Linked DNA regions of Sus scrofa: all the other regions are linked to region 1. Evidence: chromatin contacts called from public Hi-C data. All regions are on one chromosome and are shown on one strand. Each heading gives the region's core, a stretch centred on a gene start, on an enhancer-like site or on the middle of the called end of the contact. The rest is flanking DNA. Distances are from core to core; before and after follow the strand shown.

What was found. A called contact is a pair of places that touch in the nucleus more often than the background predicts.
Region 2: a contact with region 1 is called in a Hi-C map of embryonic fibroblasts, with 3 times the contacts expected there. The contact joins the promoter of CTGF here to the enhancer-like site in region 1. A contact is called at or near these places in 9 of 47 Hi-C or Micro-C datasets (embryonic fibroblasts, fibroblasts, liver and 4 more) and 1 of 2 datasets of contacts at active chromatin or transcription factors (skeletal muscle).
Region 3: a Hi-C map of embryonic fibroblasts shows a contact between it and region 1, with 2.7 times the contacts expected there. The contact joins two enhancer-like sites. A contact is called at or near these places in 3 of 47 Hi-C or Micro-C datasets (embryonic fibroblasts, skeletal muscle and subcutaneous adipose tissue) and 1 of 2 datasets of contacts at active chromatin or transcription factors (skeletal muscle).

Annotation. Positions count from the first base shown.
Region 1 is chr1:31,581,736-31,586,569 of Sscrofa11.1, forward strand. No RefSeq gene overlaps it. Among named protein-coding and RNA genes, the nearest start is that of CTGF, 90 kb to the right of the region's middle. Within about 2 kb of position 2,961, at least 25 of the 83 cell types and tissues checked have an H3K27ac peak or open chromatin away from gene starts, as enhancers often do. A contact at or near this core is called in embryonic fibroblasts, liver, skeletal muscle and 1 more, where this site is marked.
Region 2 is chr1:31,672,521-31,677,354 of Sscrofa11.1, forward strand. It overlaps CTGF (connective tissue growth factor), which reads left to right and starts at 1,878. Exons shown (of 5, transcript NM_213833.2): 1 at 1,878-2,159; 2 at 2,285-2,507; 3 at 2,807-3,058; 4 at 3,192-3,403; 5 at 3,798-4,834. The coding sequence starts at 2,094. The coding sequence ends at 4,094.
Region 3 is chr1:31,515,321-31,520,154 of Sscrofa11.1, forward strand. No RefSeq gene overlaps it. Among named protein-coding and RNA genes, the nearest start is that of CTGF, 160 kb to the right of the region's middle. Within about 2 kb of position 1,996, at least 38 of the 83 cell types and tissues checked have an H3K27ac peak or open chromatin away from gene starts, as enhancers often do. A contact at or near this core is called in embryonic fibroblasts, skeletal muscle and subcutaneous adipose tissue, where this site is marked.

The DNA of each region.
Region 1 (4,834 bases), core at 1,711-4,210:
TTTTTCATTTCTTTTCTTTTCTTTTCTTTTCTTTTCTTTTTTTTTTTTTTTTAACTTTTTAGGGCCACACCTCTGGCTTATGGAAGTTCCTGGGCTAGGGGTAGAATCATAGCTGCAGTTGCTGGTCTATGCCACAGCCATGGCAATATTAGATTGGATTTGAGCCACATTGGCAACCTAGGCTGCAGCTTTCAGCAATACCACATCCACATTGGCAACCTAGGCTGCAGCTTGCAGCAACACCACCAAGTGAGGCCAGGGATCAAACTCACATCCTCAGGGACACTGTCAGGTTGTTAACCTGCTAAAGCACAACAGGAACTCCACTTGCGCTTTGATTTTATTTTTTTATTTAAAAAAATTTTTTTTTGTTTTTTTTTAGGGCTGCACCCATGGCCTAGGGAAGTTTCCAGGCTAGGGGTCGAATTGGAGCTGTAGCTGTCAGCCTACGCCACAGCCACAGCAACGTGGGATCTGAGCTGCATCTGCGACCTACACGATAGCTCACAGCAACACCAGATCCTTAACCCACTGAGCAGGGCCAGGGTTTTAACCTGTGTCCTCATGGATACTTGTTGGGTTCATTACCACTGAGCCAGGATGGGAACTCCTGTGCTTTGATTTTAAATGAGTAAAGAATAAATTTGACCAGGAAACACAGAAACTCTAAAGGGTAAACAAGAACACAGTAAGTCAGGTATTTTCACATAAAAGTTTGGTTTCTATACTCCCTTGGTGTTTTCTTACATATGAAGATTAGTATAGATAGGATTGTATGAGGAAGTCTGTCAGCCCTCAGCCACAATAATTAACTAAGCTCTATTATTTTCAACTAAACTCTGTCAGAGCAAAAGCAGCAATACTGAAGCCTTCATTCTAAACAGGGTCAATTATAGGCCAAAATAAGGGACAAAAGAGTGGCCTTCTGCCATTAATTTTGGCTGTGTCTCTTCCCTCCGCACAACCCATCACCGCATTCATACCACCACGAATGACTCCCACTGAAGGTTTCTTCGGGATCATCAGAGCCATGTCTCCAGAACTTCTCTGTATCCCCCCTACACTCACTATGTTTTTCTGACTTGTGCCCCTAGGACAACTTATTTGCTCATTTGATAAACTAGCTTTCAAATGAATGCTTATAAATGATTAACTGGGGAGTTCCCTGGTGGTCTAGTGGTTAGGATTTGGCACTTTCATCGCTATGGACCAGGTTCAATCCCTGGTCTGGGAACTGAGATTGCATATCATGTCCCTGACAACCATGGCAAGAAAAAAAAAATGATAAACTCAATTTTTATCTATTCACAGTAACATACCATACCAATTCCCAAGATAACACCCAAATGAGTGACTCACTGGATGTAGGCTTCAAGTTACAAGAATATGCAGTTTTTACATTTGAATGACAACTTAAAGAGTCTACAATAGTGTTACCCACATTTTGTGTGCTTGACTCCTTTTAAACAAAAGTGTTCCAAAGCCATATTCCTCCCCGTGCCTGCTCCCCAAGTAGAGGTATATAGTGTAGAAGGGACATTTGATTAGGCTGCACCCTCTAGGTATGTGGGATGAAGGCTTCTAGGCAGAGTGGCTATATCAACATTTTTCTAATACTTGAGGAAATTAGCCGAAAGATAAGTGCAAAAAAAATGTTAAATCTCAAGTCAGTAGGGTCCAAATTTTTCAAATGAGTTTGCAAAACATATGACTCATGGAAAAATCCATTTCAGGGGTTTTCCAGAACAATTCAGTAGGACAGTCAGGAAAATGATCACTTATTGGAGCTACATTTTAACACCAACACATTTAGTTTGTTTTAGCAGTGGATGCCTTCGAGAACGTTTATGAACTGTGATGTTTAAATAAAAACACATATACATCATTTTTATTGCTTTTCCCACAAACCTCTATTTTCTTTAAGTCCTCAGTCTTGCCCTCCATAGTTTTACATACCACAGTCTTTTTCACAAGCATACTACATAGTTTATGAAGGATTAGTCTCTTTCCAGGCAGGTCCTTCTATCTCAGGCCCACCAAATCACACAATTGAGCAAACACCTGGACTGCCTACTTTAGCCCTGCTTCCAAGAGGCAGTTGAGAAAATGCCTACATTATGCTCTCGGTTGCACTCTGTAACTAAACTATCTTCCTTTCTGGTTTCTGAAAAAATACCCCTTTCCCAACCAGGTACCATTTCCTACTCTTAAAATACTTTGGTTTTGGTCAATAGGAGAGGAAATGCAACCTATTTTTAGAAATGAATGTGGGTATGGTGCTATTAACACTTTCAAGGTAGATCTATAAACATATAACGCCACTTGGTTTTTCTAAATGATAATATTAAGGTAGATATCAATTCTGTTTCTACTGCTGTTTTATATGTTGCTCTACATTAATGTGAATAGTAGGAGGGCAGAAACTCTGTTTCTCTTCTACAGCACACAGTATTGTTTTAATTAATATTTTAAAATAAAATGTGTACCTGACAAATTCAATAATATTTCATTTCTTTAGTTGTTATTATATTTTATAGATGAGAAATTAGGCTTCAGAGAGGTTAAGCATCTTACCTAATTTGCAGAGTACATGGCAGAGACAGTATGATAAGACAGGTAGAGGCAGGAATTAAACCTAAGTCTGACTCCAAATCCCATGGCCTTCTCACTAAATCATCATACCTTCCTCCAGGGTGGTCTCTCTGGGAAATTCCACCAGAAGCCAACTTACTTTGTACAAAATATCCAGGCTAAGCCTATCCTGATTAAAAAGGTCATGGTCTGTCCCCATCCGACAGTCAATCTGAGGCAAAGCTCATGTTCTCTTAGCTCTAACTACATGTCTCTTTCTGGAGATTCACGACAATAACAAGCGTTCCTTTGGGAAGAGTCCAATCCTTTAGCCTCCCTGGCCCAGTGTGGAATGACTCAGGTCAGACTACAGCCGCTCCAAACAACTCCTTCCAAGTAAGACCTTAAGAATGTCAGTGACTCAGGTACCATTGTTTTCAGATGATCTTGGGTGGAGGCCATGACCACTTGCAAGTTTAAAACATTAAGTGATTCAAGATGGGGAAAGTTAGAGTGAGGGGTTGGACACTCTCAGGCTCATAAAAAAAAAGAAAAGAAAAAGAATGTACCAGCTCACTGACTACAGCATAGCCTGATAAACGGGAGTCCTCTTTCAAGTTAAATCTTATTTTTTCCTCTTTGGATTGAAGGAAAATGCAAGATAAAACCTAAGAGTAGTTACCCTCTGAAGTCCTCCAGGAAATGTTTATTTTGTCTTATGTATAAAACAATAACTAGTATCCAAAAGAACTTGATGTCCCAGTTAAGAATGAAAAAGACCACGATAAACAGCTGGAGGGGGCTGATAGCATGTTGCATCCCGTGCATTCTTCACCGGCCCCTAGAACTGCACTTTAAAAATGGAGAAAAACATTTCCTGCCTTAGTGCCAAACAGAGAAAGGCAAATGGTCTGGAATGACCTCAGAAGATTTAGCAAAGGAACTTAAACAGAATTTGCTCAAAACTTCAATGAACTGGACTTCTGCCAAACCACTTGGAAAATTTCTGCATTCAGAAAGAAGAAAAATCTTCCCCATGAAAGACACTCTCTGGAAGAAACCATTCCAACCACTATAAATATTTTTGCCACTGACTGTATGAGTGACTATGTCAGAATTCTTGATGTATGTCTCCATTTCCTCTTATTCTTATCCAACTATTACTTTTTAAAAGTAAATCCTGTGGTTTACTAGTTTGTGTAACCCTTGTAGAATTTAATGTATTCATTCATTCATTCGGCAATTGTTTTACACTGTACCAAGCACTGGGGACACAAGGACATTTAATCCATGTATATTTCTTGATTTACTGTAGCACGGAGCTAGAAAACAAGGGATCGCAATGAACTAGTCAGTCAACCGTTCTATCTTCATGGAGTTTTCAGTCAAATCCAGTGGATCTTAGTCCTTGGTGTGAACCAGAATCACTAGGGAAATTTTCTTCTTTTTTTCTTTTTTAAAAGTTTTATTGAAGTATAGTTAATTTACAAGGTTGTGATAATTTCCTCTGTACAACAAAATGACTTAGTTGTACATGTACACATCCACTCTCTTTCAGATTCTTTTCCCACACAGATTATCACAGAATATTGGGTAGCGTTCTCTGTGCTATACAGCAGGTCCCCGTTGGCCTATCATTTGAGATAGCTCAGTGTGCATATGCCAATCCCAAGGGAACTTTTAAAACAGACCACTGAGTTGGAGGCCCCACTTAACACCAATTAAATCCAAGTCACTGGTTTAAAGGTAGATGCAAACAATAAAGCAGAGGATTACAATATGATAAATGATTAAGAAAAAGAAAGGATACTTTGAAATAACATAGAAAGTACACACATCCCAGATTTCAGACTAAGTAGCATGTTTTAAATGATAATTTTTCACTTTGTCTAGGAAATAAAGGGTGTCAGGCCATTTTTGGACAAAAGGAGAATGACATTCAAAGGCAGAGAGGTACATGTACATGATGTGGTACAGTGATGCTGCTATTTGTTATGAAGAGAGCATGTGCAGCCCAAGGTTGGAAGAGAGAAACAGAACCACAGGAACTGGATAAGTAGGTAGAAGCAGAGCAAAGAAATTCAGATTCTCATGCTGAGCATTTTGGAGTTTATTCCTGAAAAAATTAGAGCTTTTGGAGGTAATTTAAAGAAGAAATTAGAATGATCTTTGGCATTTTCTACTCCCAGGCCGTAGATACTTAAATGTTGCAGGTCTTGAAGCAACAACACAGTAACCCCACATGGAGTCATCTCTTAATCGC
Region 2 (4,834 bases), core at 628-3,127, 90 kb after region 1:
TAGGAACTTTGAAGGCCTCTTCTCTTTGAGGAATGCTTGGAAAGAACATTAAATAACAATGATGAAAATTCTTCCTGAGTTTCAGAGGCCCCCATCGCTGGCCATTCACACTGTTGACATGCAACTACACTGTACAACATGTGGATCATTTAACGGGGTAATTGTGCACAGATGATGTGGTCTGTGCTGAAGCTGGAGTAGGTTTTTTTTTTTTTTTTTTTTTTTTTTTTCTCTTGGCTCCTTTTCAACAGAATGAAATGAAACTTGAAAAAAAAAAATGTAGCCAGTTTAAACAGGCTGTTTTCAGATTCTAAATCTGTAACGATTTGGAAAGCTGGCCTTTGCATCTGAATCAGACAGGTTTATCTTAGACCTCTCTACGGATGTGTCAACAGCTAAAATGAATCTATTCATTGGTAACACTAGTGTCAAACAATATGGCACCACAATCGGAAAAAATGGCATAGCTCTGGAATCATTCTCTTTACCTAAAATGGTAACTGGAGTTATTAACACAAAAGCAACTAAACTATAAATTCTAAAGGAAAGCACTGTCAATTAACTCAGTCTTCAGTGAAGCTAACATATGCTTAGACTTTATTGGCCATATTTGACATATGCACACAAGTGGAGGGAATAAAACTCCTTCTTTCCTTGACCTGATCTCACTCCATTAGGTTACCGGCTTCTTGGGTAATAAGAAGTAACAATCGCTATTCATAGATGTGTGGAGAGTCACTAAAATATATTATTTACAGACACTCTTAGTTTGTAAGCAAATATAATGGGGTTCAGTGTTCTTGTTATATAATCAGATTAATTCACATTTGAAGATTATAGGTTTTGGTATAAGAAAAATCACTTATTTTTCAAAGACCCCCAACTGTGTTTAACACCTCTCCCAAAGAAACCCCAAGCTTCTTGCTGGTCCCCTCCTGTAGAGTTGCCTTGTCTTCCCACCCCATTTTTCATCCCAACATCCAGCACTTCTACCTACTCAACACATAATCATTTGCTCTGACATAACATCAGATGGAATTTTCTGGAAATGTTGAAGCCCACCCATCCCTTTTTCTTCTTGATACCCACAACAATAATACTGTTGTAAGTATTAAGAGAGAACAAAGCAAGAGTGGTAGAAAACTCCCCCAGAAAACTGCATCCATACTTAGACTCCTGGCTGTATTCTCTTTCCTGTCTGTCTGGCCACTGGCCATGGGCATCCAAAGTGTTATTTCAAGTGACAAATGATCAAATTCCTCCATTTCCAATATGAAATTCGGGGATTTGCAGGTATGCTTCTGCTTCTTGAGGCTCTCAAGCAGTTAAAAGCAACCAACTCCTCTTCTGCTCTCTGCAAAATTTCAAAGGCACACAGCCTCTGAAACTAAAATCATTACAAAAACAATAAAAAGGAAATCCTTTCGAATTTTTTAGGAATCCCTGCTGTTAGCCTCTTCTGCTACCTACCTCCTAACCTCCTACAAAGGATTTATGTCAGTGGGTAGAACAGGCACAGCTATTAGAAACAGAAGTAGTGGAATAAAAATAATAATAAGCATGGCTGATGTGTTTTTAAATGATATAAATCAGGAGTGGTGCGAAGAAGGAAGGGAGGAAAATCCTATTTGGTGCTGGAAATACTGAGCTTTTTTTTTTTTTTTTTTTTTTTGGTTAGCTGTAGTGTGCCAGCTTTTTCAGACGGGAGGAATGCTGAGTGTCAAGGGGTCAGGATCAATCCGGTGTGAGTTGATGAGGCAGGAAGGTGGGGAGGAATGCGAGGAATGTCCCTGTTTGTGTAGGACTCCATTCAGCTCATTGGCGAGCCGGGGCCGCCCGGAGCGTATAAAAGCCTCGGGCCGCCCGCCTCAGCCTCACACAACAACTCTTCCCCACTGAGAGGAGGCAGTCAGCCCGACTCCCACCGCCGACGACCCACCGCCTTCAGTCCGACGGCAGCCGCCCCGGCCGACAGCTCCCGAGACAGCCGCCCGGCGCGTTCCAGGCTCCCGCCTCCGGCCCGAACCCGCGCCGCCCGCTCGGCCCGCCACGCCACCCCAGCCCCGCCGCCAGCCGCCCGCAGCGCCCCGACCATGTCCGCCACCGGCCTGAGCCCGGTCCGCTGCGCCTTCGTGCTCCTGCTCGCCCTCTGCAGCCGGGTAAGCGCCGGAGACCCCCGCGGCGCCCGGCGCCGGGGGGAGGGATGCACCGGGCCGGGGGCGGGGAGGGGACCCCGCGGCGCCGAGGGGCGTGCGTCCGGCTGACCCGCCGCCTCCCTCCGCAGCCCGCCTCTGGCCAGGACTGCAGCGGCCAGTGCCAGTGCGCGGCCGGGAAGGCGCCGCGCTGCCCCGCCGGCGTCAGCCTCGTGCTGGACGGCTGCGGCTGCTGCCGAGTGTGCGCCAAGCAGCTGGGTGAGCTGTGCACCGAGCGCGACCCCTGCGACCCGCACAAGGGCCTCTTCTGCGACTTCGGCTCGCCGGCCAACCGCAAGATCGGAGTGTGCACAGGTAAGACCTGCAGCCCCGGTCCCCACCCCGTCTCCCCCAGACCCCTCGCCCCGCGCCGCCACCGCCGGAGCGCCCGGGCGGGGGCACCCGATGACGCGCCACCACCCCGAGTCACCCTCACGCTCACCTTCCCGCCAGATAATAAAGCTGCTCGAATTGAGTCCCTCCTTCTGGCTGTTAGCAGCCCGGCCCCGGAGCCCTGCTCCCAGCCCGCAACCCCGACGCGCGCTTCCTTGTGAGAGGCTCGGGAACCAATGCTTGACCCTGCATCCCCCCCATTTCCCCTTCCTGTCCTTCAGCCAAAGATGGTGCCCCCTGCGTCTTTGGAGGAACGGTGTACCGGAGCGGAGAGTCCTTCCAGAGCAGCTGCAAATACCAGTGCACTTGCCTGGACGGGGCCGTGGGCTGCGTGCCCCTGTGCAGCATGGACGTCCGCCTGCCCAGCCCCGACTGCCCCTTCCCACGGAGGGTCAAGCTGCCCGGGAAATGCTGCGAGGAGTGGGTGTGTGACGAGCCCAAGGACCACACCGTGGTCGGCCCTGCCCTGGCCGGTGAGCTGAGCCTTTCTCTAAGTCAGCCTTGTGATTCTCCCACAGGGGGGGCCGAGCCCTGACTTTGCCCAGGGCTGGGGAAAAGGTCGTATTCTGACGTCTCACCTCGCGTTTGTGTGCTCTGCTCTCACAGCTTACCGACTGGAAGACACGTTTGGCCCAGACCCAACTATGATGCGAGCCAACTGCCTGGTCCAGACCACAGAGTGGAGTGCCTGTTCCAAGACCTGTGGGATGGGCATCTCCACCCGGGTTACCAATGACAACGCTTTCTGCAGACTGGAGAAGCAGAGCCGCCTCTGCATGGTCAGGCCTTGTGAAGCTGACCTGGAAGAGAACATTAAGGTAGGTGTCCAGCTCCTGTTCATTCATTTTCGTGGAACAAGAGAGGACAGGACCAAGGTTTAGGTCTCTTACCGCCCTCCTTCTTAGAGGCCTGTTACCTCCAAAAATATCTAACCATTGAGCTGTTTTGCTGGAATAAGATGTTATGTAATAGGAACCACCAGTTTTCCACTAGGAAATCTTCCACAGTGTGAGTTCATTCAAGACATCCCCAAAGAGGCTATGTCTATTTTTGGAAAACTGGCAGAGGAGAGTCAAACTTCCCCTCCTCAAAATATAAACAGAAGTCAGACAGCTCAGAAGCCTGGAACACACAGAAGTTGAAGAAAGCCACACCCCTTGCAGTCATTAATTTTTTTTTTTCCCCTCCTCTCTTCTCCCTTGTCTTCCTCAGAAGGGCAAAAAGTGCATCCGTACCCCCAAGATCTCCAAGCCCGTCAAGTTTGAGCTTTCCGGCTGCACCAGTGTGAAGACATACCGGGCTAAGTTCTGCGGGGTATGCACAGACGGCCGCTGCTGCACCCCTCACAGAACCACCACCCTTCCTGTGGAGTTCAAGTGTCCCGACGGTGAGGTCATGAAGAAGAGCATGATGTTCATCAAGACTTGTGCCTGCCATTACAACTGCCCCGGGGACAATGACATCTTCGAGTCCCTGTACTACAGGAAGATGTATGGAGACATGGCCTAAAGCCAGAGAGAGTGAGACCCATGAACACTTGAGACTGTCACTTGAACTGATTCACATCTCATTTTTGCGTAAACATGATTTCAGTAGCACAGGTTATTTAAATCTGTTTTTCTAATGGGGGACAAAGGAAAATTCCCACCAACATTCAAAATCGTGTGCCATGTGACATTCAAAAAAAGAGTCTATCAAACCCAGACACTGGTTTGAAGAAAGTTCAGACTTGACCGTGGGACGGTATTAGTGCAGAGCACCGGGATTGTATGCTGTGTGGCTTTAGGAGCTCTGGGAAGGCACGAGTAGAGAGTCTTGTCATCTTACGGCAGGGATGTGCCTGCTATTGGGTGTCATTGAGAAGGAAAACTTGAGCATGCTCACTGAGCTGCCTTTAGCACCAATGACAGCTGAGATGTGCATTCTCCAGCTGTCAGGAGGCTGGGTCAAGTTCTTCTTTAAGTCAGAACAGAAGATTCAGCTCTGACATTCTGATTCGGTTGAGTGTTCAGGAATCAGAATCCTGTCTGTAAGACTGGACAGCTTGTGGCAAGCTGTTTTGCCTGTAACAAGCCAGATTTTTTTTTTTTTTATTGATATTGTAAATATTGTGTATATATATATATTTGTACAGTTATCTAAGTTAATTTAAAGTTGTTTGTGCCTTTTTGTTTCTGTTTTTAATGCTTTGGTATTTCAAATGTTAGCCTCCATTCTGAACACCATAGGTAGGATGTAAAGCTTGTCTG
Region 3 (4,834 bases), core at 746-3,245, 67 kb before region 1:
TGAATCAGACAGAGAAAAACAAACATCATATGATATTACATGTGTGGAATCTAAAAAAAATGATACAAATGAATTTATTTACAAAACAGAAATAGACTCACAAAGGAAACAAATCTATGGTTACCAAAGGGGATAGCAGTGAGGGTGGGTGATGGTGGTGGTAGAGGAGACACATGAAGAGTTTGGGATTAATATATACACATTACTATACATAAAATAGATAAACAACAAGGACCTATGGTATAGCACAGGGATCTAGACTCAATAACTTGTAAAAACCTATAATGGAAAAGGATCTGAAAAAGTTACATATGTAAAACTGAATCACTTTGCTGTACCCTGACAACTAACATAATATTGTAAATGAACAACATTTCAATTAAAAAAAAAAGGTGAACCGAAAAGAAATAAGGCAACAAGGAATCTTTCTAGTAGTGTAATTGGGGTGGGGCAGGCACATAGCCTATAGACAGAGAGTGTGGTTAGCACAGGACCACTGGAGGGCCACCTCTGCCGACAGTGGGTTGGTGGTGGTCCTCAGGGCAGAGGGCAGTGAGAGGTGGATTGTAGCCTCTCCCTGGGGCCCTCCAGGCCCTTGGTCCAGTGGGTGAGCTGGGGGTGAGCCCTGGGGAAAAGGCTGAGGGCTGTGTCCTGCAGAGCTCCAGAGCCATTGCCAAGGCTGTGCACTGACCAGGCCAGGCCCCACCTCCTAGATCTATTGACTGTGGCAGTCTACCTGGGTCGCAGTCCTCAGCACTGGCTGCAGTGAGTCTGAGGACTGGCTGGGTCCTGGGCACCTTGTTCCCTCAGTGATGACCCCTGGCCAGGGTCTGGGGACCTGGCGCAGAGGGCACTGCTATCTAAGATCTGTCTCTTCAGCTGGGCCTGGGTGCTGCTGGGAGGATCCAGACTGGGTGCTGGATGAATGCTCCTTGGCAGCATGACTAGCTTGCACCCCAACCCCACTTCCCTCAGCCAGGGCCTAGACCTTGGAAGGTGAAAATCAACACTTGGAAGCTTGAACAAGTAAATGAGGGGTAATGTGGTGTTGCTTTGCTTATGGGATTTGTTAAGTGTTAAAAGGCACAAGGAGGCATAGAGACAAAATTTAATGCCTTCCCTTCCCTTTCTTACATATTACACCTTTAGATAAAAAGATGCAAAAAAGAGAATAATATTTATTTTGATGGAGATTTACTGGAACATTGTGACCTGACCATGACCTGACCTAGGTGGACAGCTATAAGAACAAAGGATCTGACACCGTGACGTTTGCAACAATTAACCACATCTCTCCCTCAGCTTTCCTGAAAGGGCTTTGCTGAAAGTCTCTAGGGAGTTCCATTTTTAAGGCATGAGCCTCCTGTCTCTTTGCATGGCATTGCAATAAACCTTTCCCTGCTCCAAATTCCTGTTTTTAGTATTGTTTGACCTCACTGTGCCCGTGTCAGGCACATGGACTTGCATTCAGAAACAATAGTACTCAATGCTTCAAAGAGATAGACAGACTTGATGGACAGAAGCCTAATGATATTGTCCAGGCCTACCTTCTGCTCTCTAGAAGGTGAGCGCTTATGATTATGCTCATTTTATAGGCAAGACAGTTAACAGGGAACAGTAATCTTTTTAAAAATGAGTGTACCAAGAAAAAGGCAATGCTAACAATTAGGTGTTTAAGAAGGAACTGTATAGGAATTTTAAGACGAAAACGAAAGCTAGTTTACTTGGCTGGTACTCAAAAGGTAACCCCAGAAAGAGCTCTGTTGTTCACTCCCCCCTCACCCCAGTTGTGTGGGTGTCCTGTGAGAGGCCTGGAAGAGGAAAAAGTGGTGTTCTCTGAGGATGGGCTTTCCCAGCCTCCTCCAGAACCGTCCAGGTTTGTGAATCAAGGCCGGGGGTGGGCCAGGCAAGGCTTTCCCTTTACCCACACAGGCGGTGATTAAGAAGCTTCCATCTGTCAACAGAGACTTTCAGCTGTATTTCCAGACCAGCTTCCTCTCAACTGACTCACTTGGTGATGCCACAATCTGATGTTTATGACCTAACAGTTGATCACCATGGAAGTAGCACAAGCTTTAGCCTGTTGAGGAGCAAAATCAGAGTTGTGATGCTGGACACTTCAGGAAAAGAAAAAAAGAAGACCCTTATTCATGGAGACCACATGTTAAGACTGAACACCCCAGCCCTCATGCGGGCACTTCCACTGGTTGCAAAAACTGATATTTGGATGTCTTCGTGCCTATTGGAGAACCCAAATAAGGATTCAGGATGACCAAACACAAACAAACACTACGGCATTTAGAAACGCAGGGCAAGCAGTGGAAGGGAAAATGTGTATGTAGCAATTTAATGGGGTTTGGACTACAGATGCTCTTTCTTCACCTTTTAGCCAGCATGTGGCGATGATTTTACAAGACAAAGGAAGCTTGCCAAGAAAAGAATCAGATCCCCTAGAACTCAACCTTACAAATAGTCCTGATGGTATGTCTACTCACAAACTGGGAGTGTCAGGATAGACTTTCTGGTTGGTCCACCCCTCCCCCACCCTCGATGAAAATAAAAGCTAAAATGAAAAAGAAAGCCAGCCAGTGTGATGAAATAACTTTTTTTTTTTTTTTTTTTTAGCAAAAAAGCATCATATCAAATGCTGTGAGTGGCAAGAGGTCTTGGCAGGGATGTCATAAGCAGATGAGAACTGTGGCGTGGTCAAGGTGAAGTGAGTCTGACTTCCTGGCCTGCCCTCCCCAGACTAATTTTCAGAAAGTGCTGCCCTTCCCCAGCCCGAAACAGCCCAGTAGGAACAGTGTCTCCCAGTAGTGCTTGTGGCTTACAAGTAATGTGAGAGTCTTTTTATAACTGTTGAGGTTTAATTTAAAAGGAAGCTCAGCATCAGCGGTAAAGGGAGGAGAACGTTGTGAACTAAGACCATCTGAAATGGGGAAAATCATAAATACCAGAGTGTCTGATTATTTGAGCGTCTCTTGAAGTGGAATAATGAACCTTGTTCATGTTCTGCCTTTCTGGACTTGGCTCCCTCTGACAAATTTGCAGGCATCAGGGTCTGTCTGGAATTCATTCCAAGTTGGAGGAATATTTTTTCCCTTGACATTTTGCAGCTGAGACAGCCCTGAGCAGGAAGCTGAGGAGCGTAACATTACCAAATATGTCCTTTCTCCTGCCCTTATATTTTATTTCCACAGGAAAGGAAGGCAGAGGCTGGCCAATGAGACCTGGCCAATGAGTGTGTCGCACCAGCAGGCGTCCTCTGCTGGCAGTGGAGAAATTGATCACATGCCAATTTTCACACAAAAAAAGAAACTATTCTAGGTACCACTGGTTGAAATTTGTGTTATGCTGGAGGAAGAAACCTGACAGTTTCCTACAAGTTGCCCAGCAGTTTCAGGGGAGTTATTTATCACCACGTTGGTCTCATTTTCTCAAGCAGGCCTCGGTTAAGAAAGCAGGCAGTGTGGAGTAGCAGCAAGAGGGTAGGAAAGGGTGTTAGGAAAGAGCTGGCCTCTGTCGCTTGCTTACATGCTGGTGCCTCTGACGAGATCATGCCACCTCCTGGGACTTCACAGACTTTATTTGTAAAATGAAGGTCTGGATGTGATATGTCTTGGATTCCTTCTGGGTTCCCAAGACTAAAGTCTCCAGACTAGTTTATCACATGCCTCAATCACGGAAATAAATTTGAATATCTATCCAGATGTGTTGTGTGTGTACATATATATGCATATATATATTACTGCTTTATAACTATAATGCACAGAATACATAAAATATAAATTTAAAAGATCAAAACCTCAGTCACTGAAATAAATATGAATATCTGTCCAGATGTGTGTGTATATACATACACATATATATGTGTATATACATATGTATACTGCTTTATAACTATATTATAAACTTACAAAATATATAAAATACAAATTTAAAAGATCAAAAATGTAAAAATATTTACATTCGAATATTTTCTCTCTAAACTGTAATAGTTTATCTTAAATGCAGCTGGGGCAAGCTCATACTTCTTTAGAAATTGTTGCTTTAAGGCACGTTTTGGCTCTGTTTGGTGATGGATGTAAGATATTAGTCTTAAATTGCCATTTCCACACTGCTTCAGGAAGAGAACCTAAGTCTGTCAAGTAGCAGAGCTTTTGACTGCATATTAAAAATGTAAGACAACTTTTTTTTTGAACACATCGTATTCTCAGTTAATCTTGTTCCAACGATTTTAAGGGGAGAGTTACAGAGAAATTTCTTTACTGAGGGAAATGACTGTAAGCTAGTTATAAACGGCAACAGACTCTTCATCTTGAGTGGAGACTGTTTGGAAGCAGGAGAGAGTGGGGAAATCTGGAGCACGTATGCCTTGTCCAAGGACGGAAGCTGCCTTTCAGCTCCAGTGGGCTGTCGTCATGCAGGACTGGAGGCCGCTGGCCACCAGATGTGATTTCTCAAGAGAATTGGGAGACCTAGATTTTAACATGAAATTAATTTTTCAAATGAATGTTGCTCAAAATTTTAGAGCCAAGCGTACAATGATGATGAGCCCCACCCAGCTCATGGGCAGGCAGTTGGCGATCCCTGATCTCATATTCAGCTGATTTAGTTCTGTAATTTTTTCTGAGAGTATTGGGACTTTGAATCAAACAGCCAAGTTCTGGGCTTGGGTGATTATGGATGTGTGAGACTGAAAAACATGAAATGTCATTTCATTGAGATCATAGTGTTTTTCTCTCATCAAATTTTCAAAAAGAGCCACTTCTTGAATCCTCTTAAGGCTGCAGCATCAGACCAATGATCTATGTTGTTTCATCATAAAAGAAGG